2 separate regions of the Zea mays genome follow, and region 1 is linked to region 2. A link is a contact called in public Hi-C data. All regions are on one chromosome and are shown on one strand. The core of a region is the stretch at or near the end of the contact, and the rest is flanking DNA. Distances in the headings are between cores, read along the strand shown. Region 1 holds the start of LOC103636489. Region 2 holds the start of LOC100217015.

Region 1 (6,781 bases), core at 1,035-3,534, 190 kb before region 2:
TCATTTGGTTAAGTCCACCATTGGCGTCGGCGATTATATAGCCAGCGGTCGTACTGTTGGTTCCTGATCGGGGGAAAAAAAGAAGCAGAGCAAGCGTTGCCCGAGTCTAGGCGCTCAGTTAAGACCTATTGTTACTTAGAACTAGTGTTATTAAACTGAAGGAAGGTGTGGGGGGGAAGAAGATGAGCTCACCGTGACGATTCTTCGTGCGTCCAGTGCACTTCGTGTAGCCCTCGCTATCTGGTTTTGTCCATACCTGGGCCATCATCTGCTGGATTCCAAAACAAAAAAAAAACAGCACAAAATTAAAGTAGACGGTACCATTCATTCGAGCAGATGTCGCGTCGAGTCAATAAACGTAGAATATCTCAGGCATGTAGATTAGGAGCATCGGTATGTAACTAAACTCTTTCTGCTCCTTGATTTGCAGGTCTACAGATGCTTTAGGTAGGCGGCAGACAGGCAGAAGTTTGTGTTTCCCAGTGTCCAATGAACAAGGGACTCTCTTTTTGCCGTGTACTAGTAGTCATACAAGCACTAGTGGCACTTTGCGGGGATAGGATCGGTTGATGTAAACTCCCACTTTATGTCCATTCTTTTTTTTCTTTCTCTCTCTCTCTCTTTCTTCTTTTTTGATGTAGAATTTTTTGGAGGCTCGGTAAGGATAGGATTAGCGGCTTGGAACCGCCAAAAAAATTTGTTACATGCTCTAGGTATCTCTGTCTTGGTTGTCAAATGACAAGGTGTCACTGTCGTCACCATAGCTGCTTATCGGCCCTGTTTGGCACAGCTTATTTTCAGCTTCTTCACAAATTTAAGCAAAAGTTCTGCCAAACAGCTAGCTTCTGCAGCAGCTTATCAGTTCAGCTGCTTCTCAGAATACACTAAAAGCAGTCAACAAGCAGAAGCTGCTTTTCACCAGCTTATCAGATAAGCTGCTTTTTCAACAAGCAGCAGCTGTGCCAAACAGGGCCATCATCTGGTTGTTCTGCTTCCAAAGGGTTCCGCTGAACCCACAGGAGAGGCCGAAAATGACTCTCAAGCCTACGTATCCTAATCCTAATGTTGTTTGATTCCGCAGCGAAGTAACAAAACACGGCAACTGAAAGCAGACTTGTCGTGTTTTTTAGTCCAAGAAGATCAAATCATCCAGTCATCGACTTGGTTTGGGTCTCGGCACGTTCGAATGGTTTCTAGCCAGGCCCATGCAGAGCTCTGAGAGCCGCGAGTTTAGTGCGTGATTAACATGCACGCGGACACCAAGCCGGCAGCCTCTAGTGAGCAGAGGTGCATGGCAGGACGAAAAACATAACGGGGCAGTCAGTCAATAACGGCGATCGAGAGTAGAGCTAAGCTACGCACCGACGGCGGCGGGTCGTCGTCGTCGAGCGGGCGGCGAGCCACGGCGGCGAGGTTCTCCTCCTCCCCCAACCGCAGCGCCTCGGCGGGCACCGCCCTGCGGACGAGGCGGCTCCCCATCCCCGCGCCGACGACGGCGCCCCGGCGCGAGGTCGTCGTGACGAGGCCGACGACGACGGCGGCGCCGAGCAGGCACGCCACCGCGTTCCGCGCCCAGGCCTGGTCGAGCACGGCCGCCGCCCGCTTGCCGCTGGCCCTCCGGGCGAAGAACAGGGCCCTCGCACGCGCCGCCCCGCCGGAGCGGTCCGCTGCGGCGGGCAAGTCCGGGAGGCGGCGGCGGTGCGCCGCGCCGGACGTGACGGGGCTGCAGCTGCTGCTGCTGCTGCAGCTGCAGGGCGAGGACGAGGGTGCCGACGGTGTGGGTGACGGCGACGCGACCATGGCCGGAGCGGCTTTGGTTTAGACTTTAGACAAGTGCGCAGCCAAGCCAAGCCAAGCGCGGGAGCTCGATCGCGAGGAGGAGGGAGACCAGAGCAAGCAGAAGCAGGAGAAGGGGCCGGGCCGGGTGGCGCTGGCGCCCTGCCTTGGCCGCTTCGATGGGCAACCGCGCGGCGCTGGACGGGAGGGCACGTAAGGGAACGTGGGGGCGAGGTGGGGTGGTGGTTTGCAGCTTGCACGAGGGGGTCGTCGGTCGTGCGCGCGCGTGCATGCCCTGCCCTCCAGGGCCACAGCCCGCAACCCCTGGTGATTTTGTGAGAGGGAGGGAGGCAGAGCAGGCGAGCGAGTTCTTCAGGAACCAGGCTCGCCTCACCGGTGTCGTTGCCACCTCCACTGTGCCATGTTCGCTGGCTGGCTGGCTCGACCACACCGCACGGGCTCGCTTTCCCTGTCCAGGATCTCTTTCGTTTATCGCGGGCTGTGACGGGCGCGTGCGCGGGTGGTGTAGAGCAGCGAAGCCGAGGGACCCGATCGGAGGACGCAATCATTTGGCGCACTGCGCGGCTCGTGGAGACGTGTTCGAATTTCCCAGGACCCCGTGGGCATCCCGTCCGGTTCTTCTTCTGTTTCTCCCCGAGGTTGAGATGGACACTGGTCCGAATTCGCCGTTACAGGCAACCGGCATGGCCGAGCAGCAGCACACGTGAAGCGAAGAAGCAGGTATAGTTCCTGCACGCGCAGACACGTGGAAGTAGCTCAATGGAAACTAGCTGAAGGTGCCAGGCCCGTACGATGTACTACTGTGATTAATGCGCACTGTACTACTGTGATTGTCACATTCATTCCGCACTGTCAGTGGATGTGGTCCCGACGTGCTAGTGCTAGTGCTAGTGCTAGCGCGCCTGATTCCTTGCTTTAACCGGAACAAACCAAAAAAAAAAACGATGACCATTTTGGTGGGTATGTAGGGACGACGATTAAACGGGTGTTAGTGCAAGTGACGACGCGCTGACCGAGTTCTATCTCTCCCGCTTTGACGTAGCCCCGACACGAGCGAAACGCCCCGGTTTTTATCCGGCCCCAGGCCCCCAGCGCCGTGTCAGCTGCTTGACTGCGACCCTTGAAAAGTCAGCTGGGCACGTAGCTACGACGACGCGTTCATGTTCATGTTTGTATTTGCATAGTACGCCCTTCATGTTCATGTCTGACCCCGAAGACTTGTCCTAATTCGCCTTGCTCTCGTCTCCTCCCGCTTGTTCACATCGCCCGGCCGGGTACATATATACGGACGACACGCCCGGCCGCCGTGCAGGACCGGGAATTCGTAACAGGGACGACGACGACGACTAGCTGATCCTCCCATCTCGTCGTTTCATGTCTGTTCTCTGCTACTTGGCGTCTCATCGTTGCCCATGTGTTGAGTTGTGTGTGATTCTGTCCATCGGGCAGGCAGGTGAAGGCCAACATCGTCCCGTCCCGAGTGGGGAAGGAATCCATCCAGGTTTGGTGGTGGTCTAATCAGGTTGACACGCGCACTTTGCTTCGTGTTGGTGCTCGTGAACCCACTTTGCTTACCCGCCTCATCATGTTGTACATGGCGGCACCACGGGGTGCCGGTCGATTATTGAACGCCGATTATCTCTCTCTCTCTCTCTCTCTCTCTCTCTCTCTCTCTCTCTCTCTCTCTCTCTCTCTCTCTCTCTATCTCTTTGTCAGAATGACCACAGCGCAACCAAGGATCCCTGAATGTGCGGTATGGAGTCACAAATTAAAGGCGTCTGTTTTATTCCTCACTGGTTCGATGAAGACTGCAAGAGGTAGCGACATGTTGTTCTTGACGGAGACGCGAGGAGCGCTCCGTTTCCTGGTAAACGTTGTCCTCGACGGAGCCCGATTAGGCAGCGGCGCGACGCGGACAGGATTCTCGTGGCAACACCAACATCTGTGTGTGAACAATTAGTCTTGAGAGCTAGCCATACTGCTAACCTGCCGGTACCCAACGAACGAACGGTCCATTCTCCACACCGGCCTCAGCCCACTCCATAGTCCATCCAGTCCAGTCCAGCGCGCCGGAGCGTGCGACTCTGCCGAGCGCTGACTGCTGCTGCAACGTCAGCCTGGTCACGGGCTCTGCAACGACGCGAAGCAACAAAGCATCCGATCCGATCCGATCATATGTCTTGACACCAACTGCAACAATTGACAAAAGGTAAAACCTGCAGAAACACAATTTTGATTCGGTAATTCCGGGCTGCAACGACGACACGATAACGACAATATGAGCACTCACCATCAGGGTGTGGGTGTCTGTCTCGTGTGAAGGGGAGATCCAGCATAAGTTCACACACATTAAAAAGGACGGGGAAAAAGGGGTTCAAAACCGCCACTCAGACTCTAGTCTCTATGCACTTCGCACATGACAGTTACACCAGTTAAAAGTTCTTAAACCCATTCAGTTCAGACTATGCATTTCGTATACGGCGTTCAGAACCGGGGAAAAAAAAAGAAGAAGGCATAACTCCACTCAAATGGTGGGCAGTTTCTGTTTGTACGGGTCTAACTCAGTTACAGAATGATCAGAAAGTGCCAGACTATTCTTCTTTCGCTGACCCTTTCTCCTCTACAGAAGGAACCTCCCTTCTGGTGTCGCTTCCTGAAGCCAACTCCTGGATGTCCTCCTCACAGGGAGGTGCGCTCGGTTCAGCTTTACCAGCTTCTTCCTGGTTATTATCTTTGCTCGGAGCTGCTTCACGAGCAGGAGAATCTTGTGAATCGCTATGTTCTCGAGCTGCGGCATAGCTGGCAAATGGAACCCCAGTGTCCATCAAGCTGGCAGCTATAGCAGCATTCAGATCAGCCTCTTCTTGCTGCGCTGCGATCATGTCCATTTCACTCATCCCTTCTGGTTGTTCAGCAAGTAGAGGGGATTGTACCTGCTCAGTAGGTGGTGTTTGCACCTGGTTACAGGAGGCTGTTATCCTCCGGGCGTCATCAGGGGTAAACCATTGACCGAAACCGTTAGAGCCTTCGGTTGCCATAGGGCACTCCTTGGGGAAATTGCCTCTAACTGCAAATATACTCCAGCCTGACCCCTTCAGGGTGTCAATGAAAGCTGAGAGGTAAAACTTCGACAGGTGCTCGGGAGCTGGGTAGAGACTATTAAAGTTGTACCACTCCCCGTTCACCTTCCTCATGCAGAACCAGTGGTCCTGCAGGTGGCAAATGAAAGCAACCTCCTGCTCTGGGTCAAATAGGGACGACCCTGCAGCTGGGGAATCAAGGGGTATAACTTGGAGATCCCAAACCTCCAGCGCCTTCTGCAAAACCTATTTAAAAGAAACCTATTCAGACGAAATGGATAAAATCTATCTGTGTAATAGACTGGCACCATATTCAGATGAATTAGGTTAATGGAGCGCATAGACTTTACATGTGGACATGAATAAAAGCAAGACTCTTGACAGCATTTCAGATTCATTACAAAGATACATGCATAGATGATGCTTTCATATCAAATGTAGTATAAAGACTGAGACAAACAAAGTGAAGAATCACAATTTGTGTATTTCACCGCATAACCACATCCCATCTGTCCAATTTCAGATTGGCTATCTCCAGCAGCACTCCTATCTCATACCCTACCTTGCCTCCTATTTCAAAATTCACTCTACAAACAGTAGATAATAGTGTTTTGCACGACCATATGCACAATCTGCTGGACACAGCCTAATGTGCACCTTCTTAAAAAATGTACTGCAAATATTTACCCATTCCATGACTCTACGAGTGTGCCAGGACCCATGACTAAAATATCGCAGCTTTGGGTTAGAAACGAAAACTTAATGAATTCATAATCATCTTTCCCCCATTTCACATCCAAATGTGTAAAGTGATAATCAGAGGATCTGACCAGGACACTGCAGTTATAAAATGCAAAGATGAACATGGTTCAATGAAGAAAAAGAGGAAATAGCTAATTGCTCCATATAATGGCTGATAAAATAGAAAGTGCTAATGCAAAGATGAACATGATTCAAAGAAAAAAGGGAAATAGCTAATTCCTGCATAAGTTCGGCGACCCTTCTATACATTCTGAAGGCTGAAGGAGAAAACTTTAAAAGAACTGGAGTGCCTCCATATTGCAAAGTGGCATATCAGGATAGCATTAAAGCATATTCACAGAAAATTGGTGTCAAATTAAAAACTTTATGGAGACATGCACAAACGACTATAAATATAAAAATGTGTGAAACATCATAATATCAGCAACATCCAAAACAGTCGGCATTCACCGCTATTTGTGCTCAAATTCATTGTTTTATGACTGACAGGTATGGGTTTTATCTACAGCATCATTCTTTTCCTTCATAGTTTCCATCTGTCCCTATTTAAGTCACAGCATGGATTGATTGGCTCAGAAACGTACATCATATTTATTTCATCCACGTCATTACAAAAATTTGTCTTAATGTAATTATCTGAATTAAAAAACATGTGTATATGTATATTGTTATACGTGAATTTACAACAGATTCAAAGCACAGATACATATCATATTTCCCCATTGCAGAATAGTAGTGTCTGCCAGTGTCCAATTTGGCAAATTATTGGGAACACGTCAAATACCACTTGGAATCTCAATGCTGGGTGTCGGAATCCAACCTGGCCAAAAAAAGAAAGGGCGTGGCTAAATGGGTATCTGCTAACACTGATGGCTATGCAATCATCTGGATTTTAGTGACTTGTGAAACTTTTCAAAAATCAGATGTCCATCGACTTTTCTTTCGAGAATTGTTTATGGAGCAGCTTAAATTTAGAAATAGCATTTAAAACCTTAGAACTGCTAACCTTTACATGGCTATCAAGCTTGATCATATTCCCAATTCAAATTAAAGAACAACTACAGTCAATTGTCATAAACTGTAAGAAACTGAATTCATTGTTAATGTCAGCAATTCAGTACACGACAAAAATCAAGCTATGT
Region 2 (6,822 bases), core at 448-2,947:
GGAGAGTTGACACAAAGTGGTCCTTGTGTCTGGAAAGAGACACTAGAGAGGCCCGACAGCAGGATTAGAACGTGTTTCCCTCCAAATTTAGGTCGAACCATATATGCTGATGGAACCACAAATAACTCACGGAAGGAAAAGAAACCCTCGTGACTTGACTGGACTGGACATGCGAGATGATGTCCAATCCCCAAAATGAACAAGAACGACAGATTACATTACAATACACCAAGATTTATGGCACAAGAACGAACCCCAGACGAGGAACATGCAGATTAGACAAAAGAACCTGGCGCCTCCTAGTACAGGCGGAGCACGCTGCCGGCCTTGGTCGGCAGGCCGGCTCCGCGTGGCCGCCCAGTGCCGCTCCGCATCGGCGTCAGGTAGAAACGCAGCATGCCGTTGTCCGCCGTGGCGGCGCGCCCGGGCGAGTAGCGCGCGCTGCGGTTCCGCTCCAGCTGCGCGTGCGGCTCCTCCCTCCGCCTCACGCTGGCGTCCACGTAGCTGCTGCTGCGCCTGGAGCTGCCGAGCCCGCCGCTGTTGCTGCTGAACGAGCTGCGCGCGCTCAGGCTGCTGTTGCACCGCTGCACCTTGGGGTTGGCTCCGCGGACGCGCAGGTCCGGCCACGGCTCGGAGAAGGAGCGGTCGGCGATGTCCGACGGGCCCCCGCCCCTGCGCCCGGCGGCGCGGCGGTGGATGAGCCCCCAGAGGCTCCACGCCTTGCGCCACCGCCGTGGCTTCTTGGCGGGGCCGGACCCGGACAGCGCCGCCTCCAGGCTCGCGGAGATGTCCTCGATGAGGGAGTTGGAGCTGAAGCCGCGGTCGAGCAAGTCCTCCGCGTGGTGGAAGTGGTAGAACTCTGAACCGCCAACTGGGGACACCCTCCCATTTATTACCGCGGGCGCCATAGGCCTTGGATCCGTCACCTCGAATGACGGCCTGCGTACGGAGCTTGATCGTTCCAGGCTCCGCCGCCTGCGGCTGGAGGAGTCCAGGTAGTAGTCTCTGGTCTGCAAGGACCCACCTGGCGGCTCGGGGTCGAAGTCGTCTTCCACAGGGATTTGGCCGTCGGAGCGCTCGACGATGTCGGCCGGTGTGTCCTCCAGGACGGACAGGATGGGAGGGAGGCGGGAGAGCGGCGGAGGCGCGCGCCCGAGGCCAATGCCGGCGCCGGCGCCGGCGCCGAACAGGTATCCATCCCACGACGCGCGGGGCTCGTCCCACGAGAAGCCGGCGTCATCGATGGACATGCGCGAGGCGTCCAGGGAGAAACGCGGGTCGGTGTCGCACGAGCGCCGCCCACCGGCGAGCTCGGTGCCTGCCTCCCCACGGAGGCGGCTCCGGCCAAAGAACGACGCTTTAGAGCGCTTCTCCGGAGGGGGCATTGCCGCTGCCGCGCCCTTGCTCAAGGTAGCCTCCTTCTTGAGCTTCTGCTTGCGGCGCCACTTGTGCCACTTCTTGCTGAACACGGAGGCGGCCCAGAAGCTCCCGGCGATCTCTTTCAGGTCTTTGGGCGAAGCCTTCTTGTTCTCCGCCGACTCCAGATCGATGTGGTCCTTGATGGCCTTACCTCCCTGGGCCGCCGCATTGCTCTCGGCTGCCACCTCGCCGGAAATGTCCATCGGGACGACGGCAGGGCCCTCCTCGACCACCGGGACTATCTCGTCGGGCTCCATGACCACTGGGATGTCTTCGTCCAAGAAATCGTCAGGGATGCACGGTGCCGCGTCGACGGCGAGCGCAGCCATGGCGGTGGATGAGGAGGCTGGGAATGCGCGGAACGCCGTGCCGTCGCGGACGCGGTCACGGTCGTCCTGGTGGAACAGCGCCCACAGCGTGCTGCGCCCCCGCACGTCACACGAATGCCGCTGCGGCTCGTCCGCCCTGGCGACCTCCGCCGCGGCCAGAGCGTCGCCGCCGCGGCCGCACGAGAACGACTTGCAGCGCCGGAGGTCCGGCGGCTGCGCGGGGCCGGACGCAGACGAGCTGCCGGCGGCGAACGGCCTGGCGAACAGGGACCGGATGGCCGATGTGGACTTGCGCCCCGGCGCGGAGGCGGCGGCGGCGGACGCCTCGAGACCGTGGAGGCGCTCGCGCAGGCACGCGGCGCAGAAGCCGGTGAACGTCTCGCCCGGGTGCAGGTCGCAGCTGGTCGACACTGAGCGGCGCGCGGGCGGCGCCGGCGGGTCCATGTGCAGCGTCGTCATCGGCCCCCGGGTGTCACTCCCCACCCCACCCCGCCCCCCCACACCCACACACCTCTGATGTCACTGTGCGGCTAGCTAGTACAGTTGCGCCATTGCGCTCGTGCTGGTGCGTGAGGAGGGAGCTGCCGGTGCGCCAGGTCTCGGTTTTAAGTAGAGAGGCGTATCGGACAGGGTAAAAGGGTGAAAAGAGCGAGGAGGGAGAGGAAAGTGAAAGTTAAAGGCAAAGAAAGAATCACGGGCCCCGGCGGGGCCAAGCCTTTTGGCTCTTGCCGTCTTGCGGGCTCTCTCACCATTCTCCTCGCTTGCTTCTTCTTCCTCTCTCGATATCTCTCTCTCCAACTTCTCTCTATAGCTCCTTGTCTCCTTTTGCTTTGTGTAGTAGTTCTGCCGTTCTTGGGTTCGTCGTACGCGTTCGCAAATGCGATGGTGTGGGGATTTGCCCTGACGGCTATTGCTTGTCTCTTTGCAGGTAATCTCTGAGCGCAAACGGGATGGTGTGGGGATTTGCCCTGACGCGCAGTAACATCAGTTTGATGGCCTTGCAACCTCACTGCCACTCTCATCATATTTAGCTGGTTTTACTCTTCCTATCGACGCATGCCTAGCTGACTCCATGTTCTTCTTATTGAGCGCCTTCTGTCAGAGGCATACGAATGAGTCGATGATGCCAGACTGCGAGTGCGAGAAACAGTGAACACCCCTCAGAATCATGCAGACGCATTCATATGGTAATCGTAGCTGAAGCTCTTATTATCAGAAGAAGAAAAAAACATACAGAATTGCAACTGATTGCAGACGCCTACTAGTCCCACAAAGTACAGCTTTAGTACAAGCACTGCGGTCATATATATTCTCAGCTTTAGTACAGCTTTGCTCGCTCATCCAGTTCCTCTCTTTCTCCCACACACACACACACATACCCTGCAATAATCTACAGGTTGCCTGTCCGAGCGTCCGTCCTACCGGGATTTGCCTGATCTGAAACCGATTATGTGGGCATGCATAGCATAAGCTGCACGCGCGTAGTAAAAACACATCGCTTTGCAAGACGCAGCTAGCAAACGGCCAAGGATGCCGATGCCTAGGCATGGACATTGAAGTAGTGCAAGTAATTGGCTCCATTATTAACTACTACTACTACTATAATTCTCTTACTAGCCCGGCAGGCGGCAGGCACATTTTTTTGGGAAGATAGCCCGGTACAAGAATGCCCATGAGAGAAGACTTCGACTGGAATGGAAGGAGAAAAGATTCACCATGGATTTCTGATTCCAGTTCAATTTCACCTTATCCTGTCAAAGCAGTTAGAAAAGCTTCAGCATCATGCTCTAAGTAGCTTTTGTTGACAAGGGTGTTGAGGAGGCAAGCTGCGCTTTTCCGAGCTTAGCTTTTCCTTTCTACCCCCATTTCCCAGCCCCCACATGCTTAGGGGTTAACCGGTAAGTTTCCTAACAGCTAGCCAAAGGAGGGAATGAAACACCAGACGATCTGTCCTACGTACTAGGCTGAGAGAAAGACAGACACACGGGTGGATAAGGATTACTGAAGCCCGCTGGCTTAACCATGGCGCAGACCTAGGAGAGGTTATTAGCAGCCAGCTTTTTGGTTACGGCGATCTAGGCACATGACAGGAGACCGGAGTTGTCGCCTTTCTCGAGCTTAGAAAACGATCGTAAACCTCGCTCGGTACCTCCTCTTTTGTTCGCTTTTGCTCCCGCACTACCTTGGCCGATCACACACACACACACACAATAGTCGCCACCCCACGCATGTGCGCGATGCGCCTGCCTGTACGTCCCTTTGTTTTTTATCTAAGACTTTGGTGTGCCCTTGTCTGATAGCAAGTACTATCTAGATTATTGCTTTGGTTGCTGCAATGGTATTGGTAAAATGGAAACGGAATCCGTTCGAAACCGCATGTCTTATCGCAACGTGCTCAACTTCGAATTCTGTTTTCCATTTTGCGTTACGGGTTCATCGGACAACACCGGCGTGCAGCGAGATGGTTGGACTGATGCCTTTTGTGTACTCGTAGGTTCAGTTTAGCCCACCACATGAAAACATGGCCCACGCAACGCTCAATATGGTTAGAAACAGAAGAGAGGTTCCTGCGCGAGCCAGCCCACGCGGCTAAGCTGGCAGACACCCGCCACAATCGCTAGCAAATAGCAACACTAGTACCACACCGCCCAGAGATCAAGGGTATCTGAGCATATAAACTGTACTGTGAAGGTTGCTGGCACACAAGCTGTGAAGAAAAACACCAGCATTGGTGGGTCCAGTGCGATCATCTTAACTTGTGATGTCACTCGCTACTCTGAGCTTGTTCTCTCTTTTTTTTGTATTTTTGTACGCTCTAGTGAGTGGTGCCAAATAGCAACACTAGTACCACATCGCCCGGCAAATAGCAACACTAGTACCACATCGTCCGGACAGCAAGCCCTATCTGAGCATATAAACCGTGCCATGCCATCAAGATTAATGGTGGGTTCAGTGCGATCTTCTGAACCTTGGATGACACTCGCTACACTGAGCTTGTTCTCTTTTTTTTTTTGTAACGCGCCCTATCTGAGCATATAAATCGTGCCATCAAAATTAATTAACAAAGGGTATAACAAGCTATGATGAATACGTATAAGCACTGGTGGGTTCGGTGCGATCTTCTGAACCTTGGTGGATGACACTTGCTACTCTGAGCTTGTTCTCTTTTTTTCCCTAACTAAATTTCAACGAGTTAATATAATGATTTTTGCGATGATTTTCTTTGATGGGCCGCACTTGCAGTCCATCAATTGTGCAGTTTGTACTTAACGATGCATCGTGGATATATTTCTTCTGATTATATACTTACTAGTAAGATGTTCATGTTAATGCTACGAAAAATCTAAAAGACAATAATTTTAATTGATATGAAGTGAATACACATCTATTTTAGTACTTTATCGCACTCCATGGTAAGATTCCAAGATGTCTGTTTTGGTAGTTGGAACCAAGCACCTACTACATAGAAGAAAGAAAAAAAAACTCATGATTGTGCTACCAAACAAGCGTCCATTAATAGAATGTATACACTTTCTGAAACTTACATGAATTTTGGGGAATGTGCTTGTAAACATCAACCAGTTTTTTACATCAGTGAGAGGCCGGCCGGAGGCTGAGACGCCGAGACGGCCAGAAAAGAAAATAATAATTAGAAGAAAAAAAACACCCCAGCCGATGGTGGGTGGGTGGGTGGGGGGGTGACGTGCCGGAACTATTTGCTGCTGCTGCTGAAGTGATACACAGGATAAGACTATCCGTAAGCGTTTCACCTAAATTTTTTTTCCACTAAATGTTACTATGTAGCCACGTTAGCAAGATTCTCTTCCCTATATTCACTCGTCCCGCAACCGTTCCCCCTAAATTTTCCCCTACATATCTCTCTACTCATTAAATATACATTTCCATATAACTAACATAACCAACTTCATTTTCTATTTATATATTTTCCTTTTAACACGTTAGGCATGAACCGCTCGTATTAAATAAGAAAAAAAAATTATATTTATTTGTTTGTTTTAAATTACGCACAATATAGAAAAAAACAATTCATTTAACATATAATTGCAAAATGCATACATCAATTCATTTAACATTTAATTGCAAAATGCATATATTACTTCACAATTGTGGTATGGCATAATTTTTCATATATATTGAGACGTAATATATTGAACCACACTTACGTTGCAAGCAAACCCGCCCAGTCGTATGGACGAAGCCACGTGTGGCTTTCAACGAAAGCCACCTTTGGCTTTCAAAGAAAGGCACGGTTGGCTTTCAATGGAAGCCCCCAGCTTCCCCCTAAAGCCGCTTTGGTCTCGCCTATATATATGCAATCATTCTCTACCCAAATGTACGCTCATTGTTGTTTACTTCATCAAGTTAGGTATAGTTCGGTATGTCTCACAGGCATACGGAAGATGATTCTGATTCGAGTGATAGTGAGGACGAAACTCTTTTGCTTGTCAATCTACTTACCCTCAACATTGAGGCTCAACGCCATTACCGACGACGGTCCGGTTTACCTCGCCGCGTCATTCACAGGGATCATTTTGCTGGAGAAAACCTCATCCAGCATCACTACTTCGGCGCGAAACCAGTGTATCCAACATTGAGTTAATCTAATGATTTTTACGATGATTTTCTTTGATGGGCCACACTTGCAGTTCATCAATTGTGCAGTTTGTACTGAATGATGCATCATGGATATATTTCTTCTGATTATATACTTAATAGTAAGGTGTTCATGCTAATGCTACGAAAATCTAAAAGACAATAATTTTAATTGATATGAAGTGAATACACATTTATGTTAGTACTTTATCGCACTCCATGGTAAGATTCCAAGATATCTGCTTTGGTAGTTCGAACCAAGCACCTACTACATAGAAGAAACAAAAAAAAAACTCATGATTGTGCTACCAAACAAGTTTCCACTAAGAATGTATACACTTCCTGAAACTTACATGAATCTTGGGGAATGTGCTTGTAAACATCAACCAGTTTTTTTTTACATCAGCGAGAGGCCGGCCTGAGGCTGAGACGCCGAGACGGCCAGAAAGGAAATAATAAT

Evidence for each region. Hi-C and Micro-C count contacts between places; a contact is called where the count stands out from the background.
Region 1: a contact with region 2 is called in a Hi-C map of tassel, with 2.0 times the contacts expected there. The contact joins the promoter of LOC103636489 here to the promoter of LOC100217015 in region 2. A contact is called at or near these places in 2 of 25 Hi-C or Micro-C datasets (leaf and tassel).

What each region holds. Positions count from the first base shown.
Region 1 is chr8:174,304,749-174,311,529 of Zm-B73-REFERENCE-NAM-5.0, reverse strand. It overlaps LOC103636489, which reads right to left and starts at 2,284. Exons shown (of 8, transcript NM_001330558.1): 1 at 1,363-2,284; 2 at 193-268; 3 at 1-63. The coding sequence starts at 1,800. LOC100283523 reads right to left here. Exons shown (of 2, transcript NM_001156423.2): 2 at 4,154-5,123. The coding sequence ends at 4,389.
Region 2 is chr8:174,114,913-174,121,734 of Zm-B73-REFERENCE-NAM-5.0, reverse strand. It overlaps LOC100217015, which reads right to left and starts at 1,697. Exons shown (of 1, transcript NM_001143391.2): 1 at 59-1,697. The coding sequence starts at 1,676. The coding sequence ends at 300.